2 separate regions of the Mus musculus genome follow, and region 2 is linked to region 1. The links are chromatin contacts, called in public promoter capture Hi-C maps. All regions are on one chromosome and are shown on one strand. Each heading gives the region's core, a stretch centred on a gene start, on an enhancer-like site or on the middle of the called end of the contact. The rest is flanking DNA. Distances are from core to core; before and after follow the strand shown. Region 1 holds the start of Lgals7 (lectin, galactose binding, soluble 7). Region 2 holds the start of Proser3 (proline and serine rich 3).

The links. Capture Hi-C pulls out chosen DNA fragments and counts their contacts.
Region 2: a promoter capture Hi-C map of liver shows a contact between it and region 1, with 2.9 times the contacts expected there. The contact joins the promoter of Proser3 here to the promoter of Lgals7 in region 1. A contact is called at or near these places in 2 of 39 promoter capture datasets (hippocampal neurons and liver) and 2 of 9 other capture datasets (adipose tissue and liver).

The regions. Positions count from the first base shown.
Region 1 is chr7:28,862,946-28,865,645 of GRCm38.p6, forward strand. Lgals7 (lectin, galactose binding, soluble 7) reads left to right here and starts at 1,441. Exons shown (of 4, transcript NM_008496.4): 1 at 1,441-1,541; 2 at 1,886-1,974; 3 at 2,589-2,700. The coding sequence starts at 1,536.
Region 2 is chr7:30,550,862-30,553,561 of GRCm38.p6, forward strand. Proser3 (proline and serine rich 3) reads right to left here and starts at 1,444. Exons shown (of 12, transcript NM_001382459.1): 1 at 1,347-1,444. Hspb6 (heat shock protein, alpha-crystallin-related, B6) reads left to right here and starts at 2,440. Exons shown (of 3, transcript NM_001012401.3): 1 at 2,440-2,671. The coding sequence starts at 2,474. Gm38670 (predicted gene, 38670) reads left to right here and starts at 1,967; the gene lies at 1,967-2,043.

The DNA.
Region 1 (2,700 bases), core at 191-2,690:
CAAATGACCTCGTGCTGACTCTCTCGCCTTCACCTCCCACGCGCTGGTTTCCAGGTGGAGCAATCAGGTCCATCTCCAGCCTGTCTTCTCCAGGGCTCCTCCCCCAGCATCGCAGCGCCCACGTTTCTCTGGCATCTTCTGTGCCCTCTCTGGGCCACCTCACGGGATTCCTTGATGTGTATTCTAGGGTTGTGTGTGTTGCGGGCGTGGGGGGGGGGTCTGAATATGGGAAACTGGGACAGAGAAGCAGGAGAGGTAGCAAGTTCCTAATCTCCAAGGCAACTTTCCACTCCCAGCATGCATCTGGCCTCCGGCTCTGCCACCTGCTGGGTGGGGCAGGAGTAGGGTGGTGGGGATAGGGATGGGAAAGATCTTTCAGGAAGGCTGCTGGGCTGTTAGGAGTGGTAACTGCTCAGCGCTCCCACCCTCCCTTTGCCTGCCTTCCAGAAATTTCTCTTTCATTCTTTATGAGTCACCCCTACACACACCCACACACACATACACACACACACACACACACACACACACTTTCTCTATTTCTCTAGAGTGCTGGTCTAGGGAGACTAAAACTCAGGCTATTGGAAGTTTCCCCAATGTGTTTCATTTGATCTGGGTGGTGACTGGCAGCCCGGGACACCCACCAACCCATATTCCATCACACTCTCATTGGATGGGAAGGTGGGCTCAGTTCCAAGGAGGAGCTGATAGAGACCTGAAGAAGAAAAGTAGGAACCACTGAGAAGAGAGAGGGAGAGAGAGAGAGAGAGAGAGAGAGAGCGAGAGAGCAGAGCGCTGATCTTGATCTTTGGGCAAATTGTTCCCATGAGCACTGTTTCCTGTACGTCAGTACAGTGGCTCGATATACTCCACATATCCTGGTAAGGTTCAGACACACATCTGGACACCCAGAGGTCTCAGCAGCCTGGCCACTGTTAGTGAAACTTCATTATTTGACCCTCCGTTACTGGCCACTCCATTACTGACCACTTCAAACGTGCCAACACACTCTTGGTAACCTGGGGGGTAGGGTGGGGGCACAGCATAGGATAAAAAGGAATAGCGGGTTTCCTGGGGACCCCATTGAGTTATTATGCCTGTCTTTGACGGCAGAAGCAGAGGTGGCCAGGACAAAGCAGAGCAGCCTGCGCTCCAGGGAAGAGGCTCCTTTCAGAAAGGGTGGAGGCTGATGCTTGCGCAGCCTTTCTGGATCCACTAGATCTCCAGGGGAGTCCAGTGTCTGACAGGGCGGTAGGGGTATGAAAGGGGAGGTGAGAAGAGCACAGGGCAAACCTCCCCAGTCTTGGTATTAAAGGTTGTCCCTATCTCTAAGCCTAGGAAAAGGGGAGAGGGAGCTGGTGTGTGGGGGCAGGGCAGGAGGAGACTCGCCCGGCCTTGACAGCTTTGCCTTAGGGCAGGGGTCTGTGCCAGCTGTGGGCGTTGGATGGAAAGGGAGGAGCTGAACCACTACCTTGCCTTTACTTAAGGTCCCCTCCCACAGCGACTGGCCACATTGTTGCTGTATTGCTGTGCCCGCCATGTCTGTAAGTATACTGGGGCCCAAGCTGGGGAAACGGGGCTTTGGGACAAGGCCAAGTCTGGAAGCTGGGACTAGCTTAAACCTCCCCTTCAAAGCAAAAAACGGGTATCAGGAGAGCTGGCTGCTATCTCTTGGGTTTCACCAGCACGTCCTGATAGGTTGTCTCCCAGCTGGCTTTGCTTTCTTCTAACTGCATTGTCTCTGTCAGGTCTGTGTGCCTGTCTCTGCCTCTCCGTTAATCTGCATCCCTCTTGGTTTCTGCCTGGTCCCTGGAGTTCCTAGCTGGGGCTGACCAGTCTGTTTCTTTGTCTCCCTGGTTCTCATTCTTGCCCCACCCAATTCTTACAGGCTACCCAGCACAAGACCTCCCTGCCTCAGGGCGTCCGCGTGGGCACTGTCATGAGAATTCGAGGCATGGTCCCTGACCAGGCTGGCAGGTGATATCCCAGGTTCCAGGGGAAAGGGTGGGTGGGGCATCTCCTGGCTCAGTTGAACCCTGGTTCTTAGAGCCCACATATGGTGTCCCTGGAACCTTGTTTGCCATGTGGAGTCTTGGAGTCCCTATTGCTAGCTTAATTTGGATATTTTCACTGATGTTCCCCAAGACTTGTGGGTGGGTGTGCCCAAGTCTCCCTAAAAATGTAGGCTTCTAGAACAATAATAAGAATCCCTGGTTAGTCCTACGATCTCCATGTCCAGTTTTCCAGGACAATGAAAATCTCTCTTGGATCTTGAAGCTACCCTGGATGCCCAGGGTACCCGGTCATCAAGTCCATGACCTACTAAAATTGAGACCTTGGGCTTTGTGGGAATATTGATAACCTGGAATAGTGGGGTCCCTTGCTATTAACTCTGCTTATCTGGAGTGCGATTCCCTGAACCCCACTCAGGCACAGCAGGCCATCCCACAACCTAGGACAGCTCCAGGCTCTGGAAATGAGGGGGATCCTGGCTACAAACACAGGGACTCCCTATGGGTGTGGGTGTGCCGGTGGAACCACATAACTTGCACATGGTGGTTGCTGATCTTTGAGGCTTACTGTCCCCGAAGGTTCCATGTAAACCTGCTATGCGGTGAGGAGCAAGGAGCAGATGCCGCCTTGCACTTTAACCCGAGGCTGGACACTTCCGAGGTTGTCTTCAACACCAAAGAACAAGGCAAA
Region 2 (2,700 bases), core at 194-2,693, 1.7 Mb after region 1:
GTACCCATGCACACCCCCAGAGGATGAGTGAGAGTGGGTTCCCACTCCAGGCTAACAGAATCAGACTATCAGGAAACAGGCTAGACACTGCAACTTCTTCACACTATTCAGGCAATTAAAAAAAGATTTATTTATTTTTATTTTGTATGCATGGGTAGTATTATGCCTGCATGTGCCTGTGCACATTTATGTATGTGCAATGCCCTTGAAGACCCTGGAATGAATGTGAGTAGCCATGTGATGCTGAGAACTGAACCTGGGACCTCTGGAAGACCAGCCCCTGCTCCCAACCAATGAGCCCTTTTTCCAGCCCCATTCAGGAAAAACCTGGTCTGTTGCATAGTTCTGTTTTGTTTTTAACTGACACTAATTGTACAAGTTTATGCGGCACAGTATGATATTTCAATACGTGTATACAATATGTTACAGTCAAATCAAGGTAACTAATTTCTACCTCTTTAAACATGTTCCAAGAAGCCCATTTCATGAAGCTCCAATTAATTCCACGAGGAAAAAAAAAAAAAACCCAAGTAATGTAGCCAAGAATGGTGGTGGATGCCTTTAATCCCAGAACCCAGGAGGAAGAGGCAGGAGTTTAAGGCCAGCCTGGTCTACAAAGTGAGTTCCAAGACAGGGCTGTGCAGGGAAACCCTGTCTTAAACAACAACAACAATACAAATCATTTTAAAAAGCACCCATATGGGCTGGACAGATGGCTCGGTGGTTAAGAGCACTGGCTGCTCTACCAGAGGTCCTGAGTTCAATTCCCAGCAACCACATGGTAGCTCACAATCATCTGTAATGTGGTCTGATGCCCTCTTCTGGCACACGGGAGTATATGCAGAGAGAGCACTCATATACCTAAAATAAATAATAAATCTTTTTTTTAAAAGCATACAAATGAAAAAAAGAATGAAAACAATAGGCAAAAACAAAACATTAACAAAGAGCCACGACGAAACCGTACACAATATGTTTCCGGTTAAACCTGTTAAGGGAAGGGGGAGGTGGTGGCATGACTCCCAAAGAGAAAGGGGCAGTAGAGACTACAATCCCCATGAATCACTGGGCTCCTCCTAAGTGAAAAAGTTCATAGACAACACCCCTAGATGTCTGGGGCAATTTGGAAACTAACGAACTAAATTTTCAAATTTCTTTTCGACTCTTCTTCGGCCCACCCTGCGGGAACAAAAGACATGAGACACTCAGAGATGTTGGAGGGCCCAAACTGTGTGGTATCTTGGGAGTTGTAGTTCTCCTGAGATTGGGCGGGAGACTTCAGGCTCACGTAAACCCGTGTTGCCTTCCCAGGCCTCCTGTGGTCTCTGAAAGAGGACCAACCTCACCTGCAGTCAGTTTGTCGGCATTTACCGCAGCCTTAGCGCCAGCGGAGCTTCTTCGCGGAACAACCCTGCGCCTACTCTCCTCGCTAAGCAACGCCGTCAGCCCCGCCCCTTTCTGGCTGTGCAGAGTAGGAGCGCGGCCTCCAAAGCGACCAATGATAGACTAGAAAATAAAAGTAACTGGAAAGCGGCCGAGGGGCGTTCTCTCTTGACGAACTGGGAGAGCGTGTGTTTGATTGGAGCGTGCAGCAGTAATTGGCAAGACTTCAGACCAATAGTAAGGATCAAAGGCCGGGCTGACGCTTGAAGAGCGCTAAGAGTCCTGCCTTTTACTCAGTCCTTATTTCTAACCGCCAGGATACCTGTTGGAGCGAAGGCCTGACTCCAGCCTAGCTACTATTGCAGGGCTAACCCGAGACGTCTGTCTTTACTTTGACTGCTATCCCGTCCTGATGGTCACCTTAACCACTTTCCTCTTGAGCAGCTGGCCGTACTCCTTGCCAGGCCCGGGCTCCTGGCCCAGGTAGTGGGATCAAAACGAGCTATTTCGGGCCCCGGCGCGCAGCCCCCGGGGGCCAACCTGGAGTGTTCATGCTCATGCCCCCTGGCCGCTGAGCACCCCAGGCTGAGTCAGAGGCACAGAATTAGGCCCGACCTACTCTGGGGTAGGGTCTGTTCTGTGTCCTCCTGACTGCCTGGCATGGGTGCAGCATTCTCCAGGAGTCTGTTACTAAGACTGATGCGTCATCCTCAGAGCTGCCAGCCTGGCGGAGATGGATTAAGAGGACTGAGAACTCTTTGGGGGACTAATCGGGACCCAGGGTCCCAACTGCCACAATGATTGCCACACCTATAAGGGTCTGCCTCCTAGACTTTTAGCTTCCCCTTACAGAAATGGAAAAAGGCTTAATGACATTTCCCTGGTGTCCTTTTCCGGGCATCCAGCAGGCGTTTAATAACTGGCCAAGTAATTATTGAAGTTTCTAAATAAGGAATACTAATGCCTGAGTTTGGCCTCAATCCCAGTGTCCCTGAGAGGCCCGCCGCAGGGGCGGCACAGGGCACAGTATAAATCGGAGCCAGCGTGCGTTTGGGCACTGCGGGGCCCAGGGTGGCAGCGTAGGAACAGGATGGAGATCCCCGTGCCTGTGCAGCCTTCTTGGCTGCGCCGTGCTTCAGCTCCTTTACCAGGTTTCTCTGCTCCGGGACGCCTCTTTGACCAGCGTTTCGGCGAAGGGCTGCTTGAGGCAGAGCTGGCTTCACTGTGCCCTGCTGCGATCGCCCCCTACTATCTGCGCGCCCCCAGTGTGGCGTTACCCACAGCCCAGGTGCCAGGCCTAGGGAGAGGGCCAATCCA